Linked DNA regions of Danio rerio: region 2 is linked to region 1. A link is a contact called in public HiChIP or PLAC-seq data. All regions are on one chromosome and are shown on one strand. Each heading gives the region's core, a stretch centred on a gene start, on an enhancer-like site or on the middle of the called end of the contact. The rest is flanking DNA. Distances are from core to core; before and after follow the strand shown. Region 1 holds the start of LOC572200 (vimentin). Region 2 holds the start of klf4 (Kruppel like factor 4).

Evidence for each region. HiChIP or PLAC-seq counts read pairs in DNA pulled down with a chosen protein or histone mark.
Region 2: an H3K4me3 HiChIP or PLAC-seq map of embryo shows a contact between it and region 1, with 3 times the contacts expected there. The contact joins the promoter of klf4 here to the promoter of LOC572200 in region 1. A contact is called at or near these places in 1 of 18 Hi-C or Micro-C datasets (caudal fin) and 1 of 4 datasets of contacts at active chromatin or transcription factors (embryo).

What each region holds. Positions count from the first base shown.
Region 1 is chr21:455,530-460,485 of GRCz12tu, forward strand. LOC572200 (vimentin) reads right to left here and starts at 2,806. Exons shown (of 3, transcript NM_001386269.1): 1 at 2,428-2,806; 2 at 962-1,247. The coding sequence starts at 2,793.
Region 2 is chr21:545,132-550,445 of GRCz12tu, forward strand. It overlaps klf4 (Kruppel like factor 4), which reads left to right and starts at 2,704. Exons shown (of 5, transcript NM_001113483.1): 1 at 2,704-2,855; 2 at 3,024-3,147. The coding sequence starts at 2,851.

The sequences.
Region 1 (4,956 bases), core at 1,556-4,055:
TTTACAATGCAAATCCAGTTTAAACAAAGCAAGCCTCTCATAATATCTCTACTAGAAGGCAGAAAATAAGACTTAAAGTATATTGTAAATAAAACAGATGAACATTTTCATATGTCAATAATATTACTGTAATTAATTTAAAAACTAATTAAATATAAATGTACACACATTTACACAGGTAAATAAACAGAATCAACGATGGGCTAAATAACCAGTACATCATAGATTTAACAATTAAAGCTTAAAATAAAGATCAGGGTTTTCACGATTCTGTAGATGTAAATAAAGGGTAATATGTTATTGTTATTATTATTTGCACAGTAACATGATGACATCAGAATATTGATCATTCTAAAGCTGAATTATTATGTTTGGGACATTGTCATTGACAACATTATTAGACCCTTTATTATCAGACATTTGTCATTATCAGATTTCCTCTTGCATTATGTTCAACACTATATACACTCTCAGAAATAAAGGTACCTTTTCAAAGTGTGCATATTTGTACCTGAAGAGTCCATAATGATACCTCAAAGGTACTTTTCAGGTACATTTGGGTACTAATATACACCTCTGAGGTGCCACTGTGGACTCTGGGTATAAATATGCACCTTTTGAAAAGGTTCTGCCCCCAAGGTACGACTCCTGTACCTTTATTTCTGAGAGTGTAGGCTAGAGGAGTTATACTGACACTGTTAAACAGTCACTATCAAGAAAAAATCGTAGAAGTGCTGGATTAAGATCGTCTTGGGGGTCGAATCGAGATGGCAATCTTTTTCAGATTATTCCTGCAGCTCTAGTATATAGGTGATGTGTGTGTACGTGTTCAATAATGTGTATTATCACAGGTCTTGTTAAAATATGCCCTTCCTCTGTGTTATGTGTATGTATTGGCCTGTATCAGATGTCTATATAGAGGATTGTTCCAGTCAGTAAATGCTCTGTACTGTGGTCTGACCTTCAGTGATGGCGATGCCGAGGCGCTGCTCTTCTCCCTCCAGCAGTGTCCTGTAGGTGGCGATCTCAGCGTCCAGCTTCAGCTTGATGTGCAGCAGCTCCTGATAGTCCGCCATGTATTTCCCCATCTCCATCCTGGTCTCGCAGAGCTGGTTCTCCAGCTGAGCAATGACTGCCTCCAGAGCGGACACCTTCTCCAGGTGAGCCGCCTCCATGTCCTCCAGCTGCGTCTCCAGCGCACCGTTACGCGCCCGCAGACCGTCGATCTGGTTCTGCAGCTCTGTCACCTGGAGTGGGGCAACCAGTCACATTAGGGTTTTTAGTGGTGCGACCGATCACATTAAGGTTTCAGTGGTGCAGCTGATCACTATATGTGTTTTTTAATTGGGTGATCCAGTCACATTAGTGGTGCAACTCATAACATTACGGTTTTTAAGTGGTGCAACCAATCACATGATTGTTTTTTGATGCAACATCTAATCACAATATGGTTTTTAGTGGTGCAACCCATCATATGATGTTTTAATGGTGCAACCAATAATATCACATTTTTAATGGTACAACTGATCACATTATAGATTTAGTGGTGCAACTAATCACATTATGTTTTTAGTGGCACAACCAATAATATTGCATTTTTAAATGGTGCAACTGATCAATTTTTTTTAGTTGTGGCAATAATCACATTACGATATTTTGTGGTGCAACCAACCATATTATGGTTTTTAATGGTGAACCAATCACATTGCAGATTTAGTGGTGCAACCAATCACATTATAGTTTTTAGTTGTGCAACCAATCCTATTGTGTTTTTATAATGGTGTAATTGATCACATTACAAATTTAAAGGTGCAGTTTTTAGTTTTGTTTGTTTGTGCCACCAATCACATTATGGATTTAGTGGTGCAACCGATCATATTATGGTTTGTAGTGGTGCAACTCATCACAAGGCGTTTTTAAAAATGTTTTAACCAATCATTTTATGGTTTTTATTGGTGCAACCGATCACATTACAAATTTAGTGGTGCTACTGATCACGTTTTAGTGGCGCAACCAATAATATTGCATTTTGGTGCAACCGACCATATTATTGTTTTTAATGGTGAACCAATCACAATACAGATTTAGAGGTGCAACCAATCACATTATAACCAATCCCTTTATAGTTATTAGTTTTGTAACCAATCACATTACGGACTTGGTGGTGCAACCAATCACATGGTTTTTATGTCGCAACCAATAATATTATGGATTTAGTGGTGCACCTGATCACATTAGTTTTTAGTGGTGCAATCAATCATACTATGGTTTTTGTGATGCAACCAATCCTATTGTGTTTTCAATTGCGTAACTGATCACATTATGGATTTAGTGTAACCAATCACATCAATGTGAATGAGCTGATGAAAGAGCGGACACCTCATGAGTTAAAAAGCGAGTTATTAATCTGTGGTTCAGGTTGCTCACCTGGTTGTGGAAGGTCAGGATCTCGTCCTTCTTGCTCTTCATCTGGTCTTCATGTTTGTTGGCCTGCTCCTTCAGCGTGTCGAACTTGCCCTTGTACCACTTCTCGGCCTCCTGGACATTACGAGCGGCAACGCTCTCGATCTCTGCACGCATGTTTCTCAGGTATGCAGCCAGATCGGGTCTGTCCGAGTCCAGCTCCACCGTCACCTTGGAGTCCTCGATCTGCTTCAGAAGGTCAGCCACCTCTTCATCATGCAGTTTCTTCAGGAACTCGATCTCCGCCACCAGCTGCTCGATCCGCTTCTCCAGATCGGCTTTCTGGAGCGTGGCGTTATCCACATCCTGACGAAACTCACGCAGAATCATCTCGGCCTCCTCTGTGGAGAACAATCATCCATCAGCGAGCGCACCAGCAAATACTGCTCATGTGTTCATGTGTACGGGTGAAGGTGAAATGATTAGCCTGTCACATTTCATTCATTCATTCTCCTCCAGCTTAGTCCCTTTATTCATCAGGGGTTGCCACAGTGGAATGAACTATTTTGGCATATGTTTTACACCGTGGATGCCTTTTCAGCCGCAACCCAGTACTAGGAAACACCCATACACACTCATTCACACAAACACCACGGCCAGTGTAGTTGATCAGTTCCCCTATAGCGCATGTGTTTGGACTGTGGGGGAAACCGGAGCACCCGGAGGAAACCCACGCCAACACGGGAAGAACATGCAAACTCCACACAGAAACGCCAACTGACCCAGCCGAGACTCAAACCAGCGACCTTCTTGCTGTGAGGCCACAGCGCGACACCACTGAGCCACCGTGACACCCCTATAAAATTTTAATTCTGTTTAAAATATTTCCCGGCGAGGCAGTGGTGCAGTAGGTAGTGCTGTCGCCTCACAGTAAAAAGGTCGCTGGGTCAAACCTCGGCTCAGTTGGTGTTTCTGTGTGGAGTTTGCATGTTCTCCCTGTGTTGGCGTGGGTTTCCTCCGGGTGCTCCGATTTCCCCCACAGTCCAAACACATGCTGTACAGGTGAATTGGGTAGGCTAAATTGCCCGTAGTGTATGAGTGTGTGTGTGTGTGTGTGTGTGGATGTTTCCCAGAGATGGGTTGCGGCTGGAAGGGCATCCGCTGCGTAAAAACTTGCTGGATAAGTTGGCGGTTCATTCCGCTGTGGTGACCCCGGATTAATAAAGGGACTAAGCCGACAAGAAAATGAATGAATGAATGAATGAATATTTCCCAATTGTTGCTAAGCAGAGAGATGTCTTTCAAAACATTTGTAGATGACAGTTTTAATAACTCGTTTATCTTGTGTTCGCCATAATGACAATGCATTACATTTTTCTTCCTAACATGCAAGTAAGCTTAACTGGGCAAGCTATTGGTTTCCCAGTACTGGGTTGCAGCTGGAAGGGCATCCACTGTGTACAACATATGCTGGAATAGTTAGTGGTTCATTCTGCTGTGGCGACCCCTGATGAATAAAGGCACTAAGCCGAAAAGAAACTGAATGTATGAATGAGGCAAGCTAGTGGATAACAGGAGCTTGTTCTGTAGCCAGGCCAGAGAAATCAAACGTGAGTGAACAATCCTGACCTTAACAAGGTTTTAAAAAACTAAAGCTGCTTTTATTCCAGCTTTATTTATTGTTTTTATTATTTTATTCCACAACGCAAATAAGCATAAAATCAAGTGTCAAAATGCAAATCTATTTAATCTCAGTTGATTACTAAACAAAAAGTCAACAAACACATCAGAGATGCAATTCTAAAGTTACGCGTTTACACTGGATTTTGTATCTCTACACTGCATGGACTACCTTGATGTCAAAACAACGTCTAATTGACATCTAACATTGGTGTCAAAATCTATTGAAGAACAGTCTGCTAATCAAGTTTGGCATATTTTTAACCGCAATGTTAGATGTCACTTTGATGTTGTTTTAATATCAAGGTAGTTTAAAGGCAAAAGCAGTGTAAACGTGAAACTTTATAATTGAAACTTTCAGGAGAATAAAACTCTATAAACTATATTAACACTTACATTAAACCCCACTTATATCAATCAAAGGTGAACAATAACAAGTAAAATCTCTTCTATTTTGTTTAGAAGAAGAAAAGAAAAGAATAAATCGTGAGATCATTCGAGGTTTTTGATTATCTGTACCTTTAAACCTGTGAAAACAAATGACTATTCACTTTAAACGTGCTGGATTTCCAACCCAAAGTTGGAGTAAACTATGAAGAAAACCAAGCCATGGGTTAAATGATGATAATAATTGAACATTGATTGGGTTTGTGCATATTGTAAGCGTGTTGAAATCCCCACACTGTTATTAATGTTGTGTAAATGTCTCTGGGTTAAATCCAGTCATTTACACACAGGTGAAAACTTTCACCACACACTGTGAGTCATGAGTCATGAGCTTCACTCGCTGAGCCACAGAACACCGCTGCTCTGAACCACTTCATCACTCAACTTCTGGCTGAAAGCATCCACTAAAGGAATGAAAGTCAATGC
Region 2 (5,314 bases), core at 1,454-3,953, 90 kb after region 1:
TATTCTGTGGCTAAATGACGGCCTGCTGTTGACAGAGCCAAACGAACAGATCCTGATGTAACAGGATGGTCTCTGAGCTCGTGTTTGCTCTCCATACAAACATGATTGTAGACACTGCACAGGCAAATCCTCCGTATACGCAGACGCTCAGAACATAACAGCATGCGCTAACACACACACACTATGCTTTTAAGCAGATTTCACGATCATACTCAGGGTTTCAAATCAGGACGATGCTGAAGTAATCAAATTAAATGAACAACATGCCAAGAGAGGCACTGGAAATGCATGCATAATTACACAGACACAGCTTAAACTCGTCAAAGATGAGTCGCATTTAATTATGCGCACAGCAAAATCAATTATATTCACAGAATGCATATATTCATATTATTAAATAATATATTATTAATGTAGTAAAAATAAGATGATGAATATGGGTCACATACCTGACTCACTCCAGAACTGTCTGCTCCTTTCAAGCTTTTCCTCCTCATTTTCTTTACACTGGAATGAAACACAGAAACCAATGTAAAATTTACAGTAAACTGAAGCCATTATTACTGTCAAATAATGCTTATATGTGATAGGAAACATCTGATTCTGCTACCAATAGTTGTTTAACATATAGTCCAACTATTTAAACAGTAACACAGTTGACAATTACAGAGATGACAACACCTGTTCAAAGAAATATCCTGAAATTCACTGTGCTTTTGCATATTATTAATAAACATACATGGAACAGAAGTAAAGTACTCCTCTGAAATATTGCACAAGCTCAAACTAACTGACTGCATGAATGACTGAATGAATGAATGAAGGGAAAGGCTTGTCTTATCAAAGAAATCCCACACATTTTTGTCTGTCTTTGTGTTTTGCATTAGGGAGGAAAAATGATTAGTGTTAATTACAGACACACCTCAGCGCTGCGGCTGTGGGAGTTTACAGTGTGTGTGTGAACACCGTGTTCAGACTCATCAGGCACGCCAGCAACAGGTGGCATTAGAGAAACACACACACACACAATCACACCAGTGCATGCACAATCTCACATGTCCACACACACACACACACACAACCGTGCATGCATACACTCTCTCTATCTCTCTCTCTCACACACACACACACACACACTCTCAGTTTGTTTTCATCTTAGTAAGGACATCACACTGACATAGTTTCATGTTAGTATCTCTAATCAGGGGCAGATTCAACTAATAAGCAAGAAAGCTGAGGGGCTTCAATTAAATACCATGTGCTGGAACTCGGTGCTGGAGGGCCGGTGTCCTGCATAGTTTAGCTCCAACTTCCTTCAACACACCTGCCTGGGCGTTTAAGCTGCGGTCACACTGGACTTTTCTCCCCATAGACTTCCATTCATACGCACACAAATGCGTCAGACTGGAAACACAAGGTCATGCAGCAAGTTTCACAGTTTGCTTGGTGAACTCTGACCTGCGAAACGCACCACTTGACTGCGTGAGACCAACTGAGGATCAAAACATGACCTCTCTGGACAGAAATGTAAAACATGGAGCAATCGCTTGCTTATTTAAATGTCTAATCATCTTGTTTACTCCCGCCCCTTTTTAGCAGCGCCGCACGACAGAATCTCGCAACTAGTGCGATCGCAGCTTCAGCAGACCTAGTAAGAGCTTGATTAGCTGCTTCAGGTGTGTTTAATTGGGGTTGGAACTAAAATATGCAGGACACCGGCCCTCCAGGACAGAGTTTGGGCACCCCTAACCTAGACATATGAATTATACCTATAAATTACATATAGCAGCATTTTCTACCATATTTTGTTTGATGAGCGTCTAAAACAAAATAAAAGTTTAATGTTTATTACATCTGCGCAAACATATCCCCCTTAGTCAATCACAGAGAGGTCCAGCAGTCAAATTAGGTAAAGATTTAGTTTTAAAATGAAATAGTTTGAGGATTATTTTTAGTTGAGAATTAATTTTAAGAAAACAAATCAGTTAAAAAAAGTTTCACCAGATGCGTTACATTGTGTTATTATTAATTTGCATTGAGACAAAACATAGAAAAGGAGTGATTGAGTGATATAAGAAGAAAAAAAGAGCAAAATAAACCAATTAAAAATAAATTAAAGTACAAAAGGTGCATTTTAGAACTTTTGGCTGGAATTGCTTACGGCCCCCAAATCACTAAATCCGGCTCGTCTCTAACCCGAACCTCACTGAAACAACAGCACACATCACTCAAACCATCCTCAAGACTTTTAATGAGTGGTGTGCAGTGAAATGTCAGCACTACAGTGGCTCGTTTTGATTTCTCACTATACAGCAGAGGACAACTGAGCAAGTAGCTAACCCAGCACACACACACTCATACACACAACAGCACAATCAGTGCTTTAAACAAGTCCCTCCACCACGACTTTGTGTGTGATTAAAAGCAAAAAACAGACTGGTTTTCTTACTCGAGTGTGTGTGTGTGTGTGTCTGTGTGTGTTGATCCCGGTTGCTAACACGCGCGTGTTTGTGTGGATACAAAATACCAGCCCGCTGCCAGATTTTTTCTCCTCCCCAGTCCTCGATGACGTCACGCGGAGTGTTTTCTTTTTTTTCTCTCCGCGGTTGCCGAGCAACGAGAGGCGTGTCCGGGGTTTAAGAACTAGGCGAGGAAAGCCCTGCGCGCATCTGACGAATCACTCCAGTCCAGACACCGGAGCGCGCGGCCGCGGCAGCGAACGGGACACCGGGAATCCCCGAGTGTCGGAACCGAACATGCTGCTTTGATCAGCCGGATGGAACGCGTTCGATGCGCTATTAAAGAACTCTTTGATCTAGGATTTAAACTGCTTTTGCGTTCCTTCCACTCATGAGGTGCGTTCTGCACTTGGAGAGTTCCATTCCTAATTATTTGTATTATTTTTTTGGCTTTAATATGACATGTTTTCAGGAGCGCTCTCTCTCTCTCACTCTCTCTCTCTTAGGATTATCATTTTTATTATTATTATTATTTTATTTTTTTATTTATTTGTTAAATTTCAGGCAGCCTCCGACTGAGTTTGATAGCATGGCACTGAGCGGAACGATTTTGCCCTCCATCTCCACCTTCGCGAGCGGCACCGATGTGAAGCACAAGGCCGTGTTGGGACCCGGAGCTGCCGGTTCAGTGAGTATCTGCACAGGTGTTGCTGGTCATGATGATCGGTTAATTCTCACGGTTTCCACCGAGCGAGAGATTATGACAGAGTTGTTGCTCCGCGGCAGGGGCGTGAACCGATCCGGCGGCTCGAGCTGTTCTCCGCATGGGAAATATCTGACATGCACTGATTATTACAAAGTACAGCTTCTAGTTTAGTGTGGATCCTCCTTTAGCTGTGAGGTGTTTAAGTGAAGGAAAATATGATGAAAACAATACTAGTTTATTATGTTTTATTGTGTATTTATTTTTTGAATTAATATAAAAGTCTATACTGAATACTCATTATCATGTTATAGTATTTGCATTAATAAAAAGTCAATAGTATTTACTACAGGCGTGTTGTAATATGATATATTAGTTGTAGAAAACCACTTGTCAAATATCTGACATGCACTGATTATTACAAAGTACAGCGTTTAGTTTAGTGCGGATCCTCTTTTAGGGTGTGTTGTTAAACAAACAAAATGCTAAATCATAATAAAGAGTATCTGAGTAATTGACGAGCGCAGAGAGAAATATCTGATGAAAAAATACTTCATGTTACAGTATTTGCAGTAATATAATAAAGTCTACTGTTTTTTTACTTCAGTAATCTGTGGCGTGTTGTAGTGTGATATAGTAGATGTAGAAAACTAATGTAACATGCACTGATTACAAAGTTCAGAAGTAAAGTTGAGTTTATATTCACACATTCAGACGTTCTCTTTTATAATATTGAGCAAATAATTCTTTGCAAATGATCATATCAGCAGCCTGTGACTATCACAGTACAACACTGTTGACAGTCAATTAAATATAGTGCTGATGTTGTTTTGACCAAATGTGTGAATATAAAACCAACTTCACCTCAATATTCTCCTTTTGTTTGGGTCTGTAGTTATAAACCAACACAATACTCGCATGAAGGAGTCTCTGAGTAATTCATGAGCACTAAGGGGGAAATTATCTGTGATGAAAAATTACTAAACTGTCAGAAATGCAAGGGTATGCAAGCTGTCTCTGATGCGATACAAATGTGTACCTAAAAGGTCCATATTAATACCTTAAAGGTACATATAGTAGATAAAAAGTGCAAAAGTGTTCCTCTTAATTTTCTTGGTACTAATATATACACTTTTGAGGTACCATTAAGTACAAATGTGTATCTTTTGAAAAAGGTACCACTCCGCTGACAGCTTGCGTAGCTTTATTTCTGAGAGTGTAGTTCATTATGTTTTTTGCATTAATAATAACTTTAGTTTTTACTACAGTAATCTGTGTTGTGTTGTGTTGTGTTGTAGTATGATATATTGTATAGTTGTTGAAATCTACTTGGGAAATATGTCACATGCACTGATTACAAAGCGCAGCGTTTAGTGAAGTGTTAAAGTTATTAGGGTCTGTAGTTTTACACAAACAAAATGTTAAATAATAATAATAAAAAAGTGCATGTGAGTAATTGACGAGAGCATATCTGTTATGAATAAATACTAGTTTATTATGTTTATCATGTTATAGTATTTGCAATAATATAAAGTCGAATGGTTTTTAATCTGTGAGTTTTAGTGTGGTATATTAGCTGTAGAAAACGTAATTGTGAAATATGTAACATGCACTGATTATTAGAAAAGTACAGCGTTTAGTTCAGTGTGGATTCTCTTTTAGGGTCTGTAACTATAAACAAACAAAATGCTAAATACCAATAAATAATAATAATAATAATAATAATAATAAAGAGTATCTGAGTAATTGACGAGCACAGAGAGAAAATATCTGTGATTAAAAATACTAGTTCATCGTGTTACAGTATTTGCATTCATGAACTCTTCAAGCTTTTACTACAGTAATCTGCATGATCTGTTCTATAGTTGTTGAAATTTGTCACATGCACTGATTATAAAGTACAGATTCTAGTTTTGCATGGATTCTCTTTACTGAGGTAAAGTTGGCTTTACATTTCACACATTTGGTCTTTCTCCTTAATAATATACAGAAAGGTATTCTTTGCTAATTATAAATAGTGAAATCATATCAGCAGCCAAAATACAACATTGTTGACAGTCAATGAGGCAGTGCTGGTGTTGTTTTGAAGTCATTTGTATATGTGATTTCAGACTGAATATTCAATAGTACCATGGTAAAGAATATAGGAAGT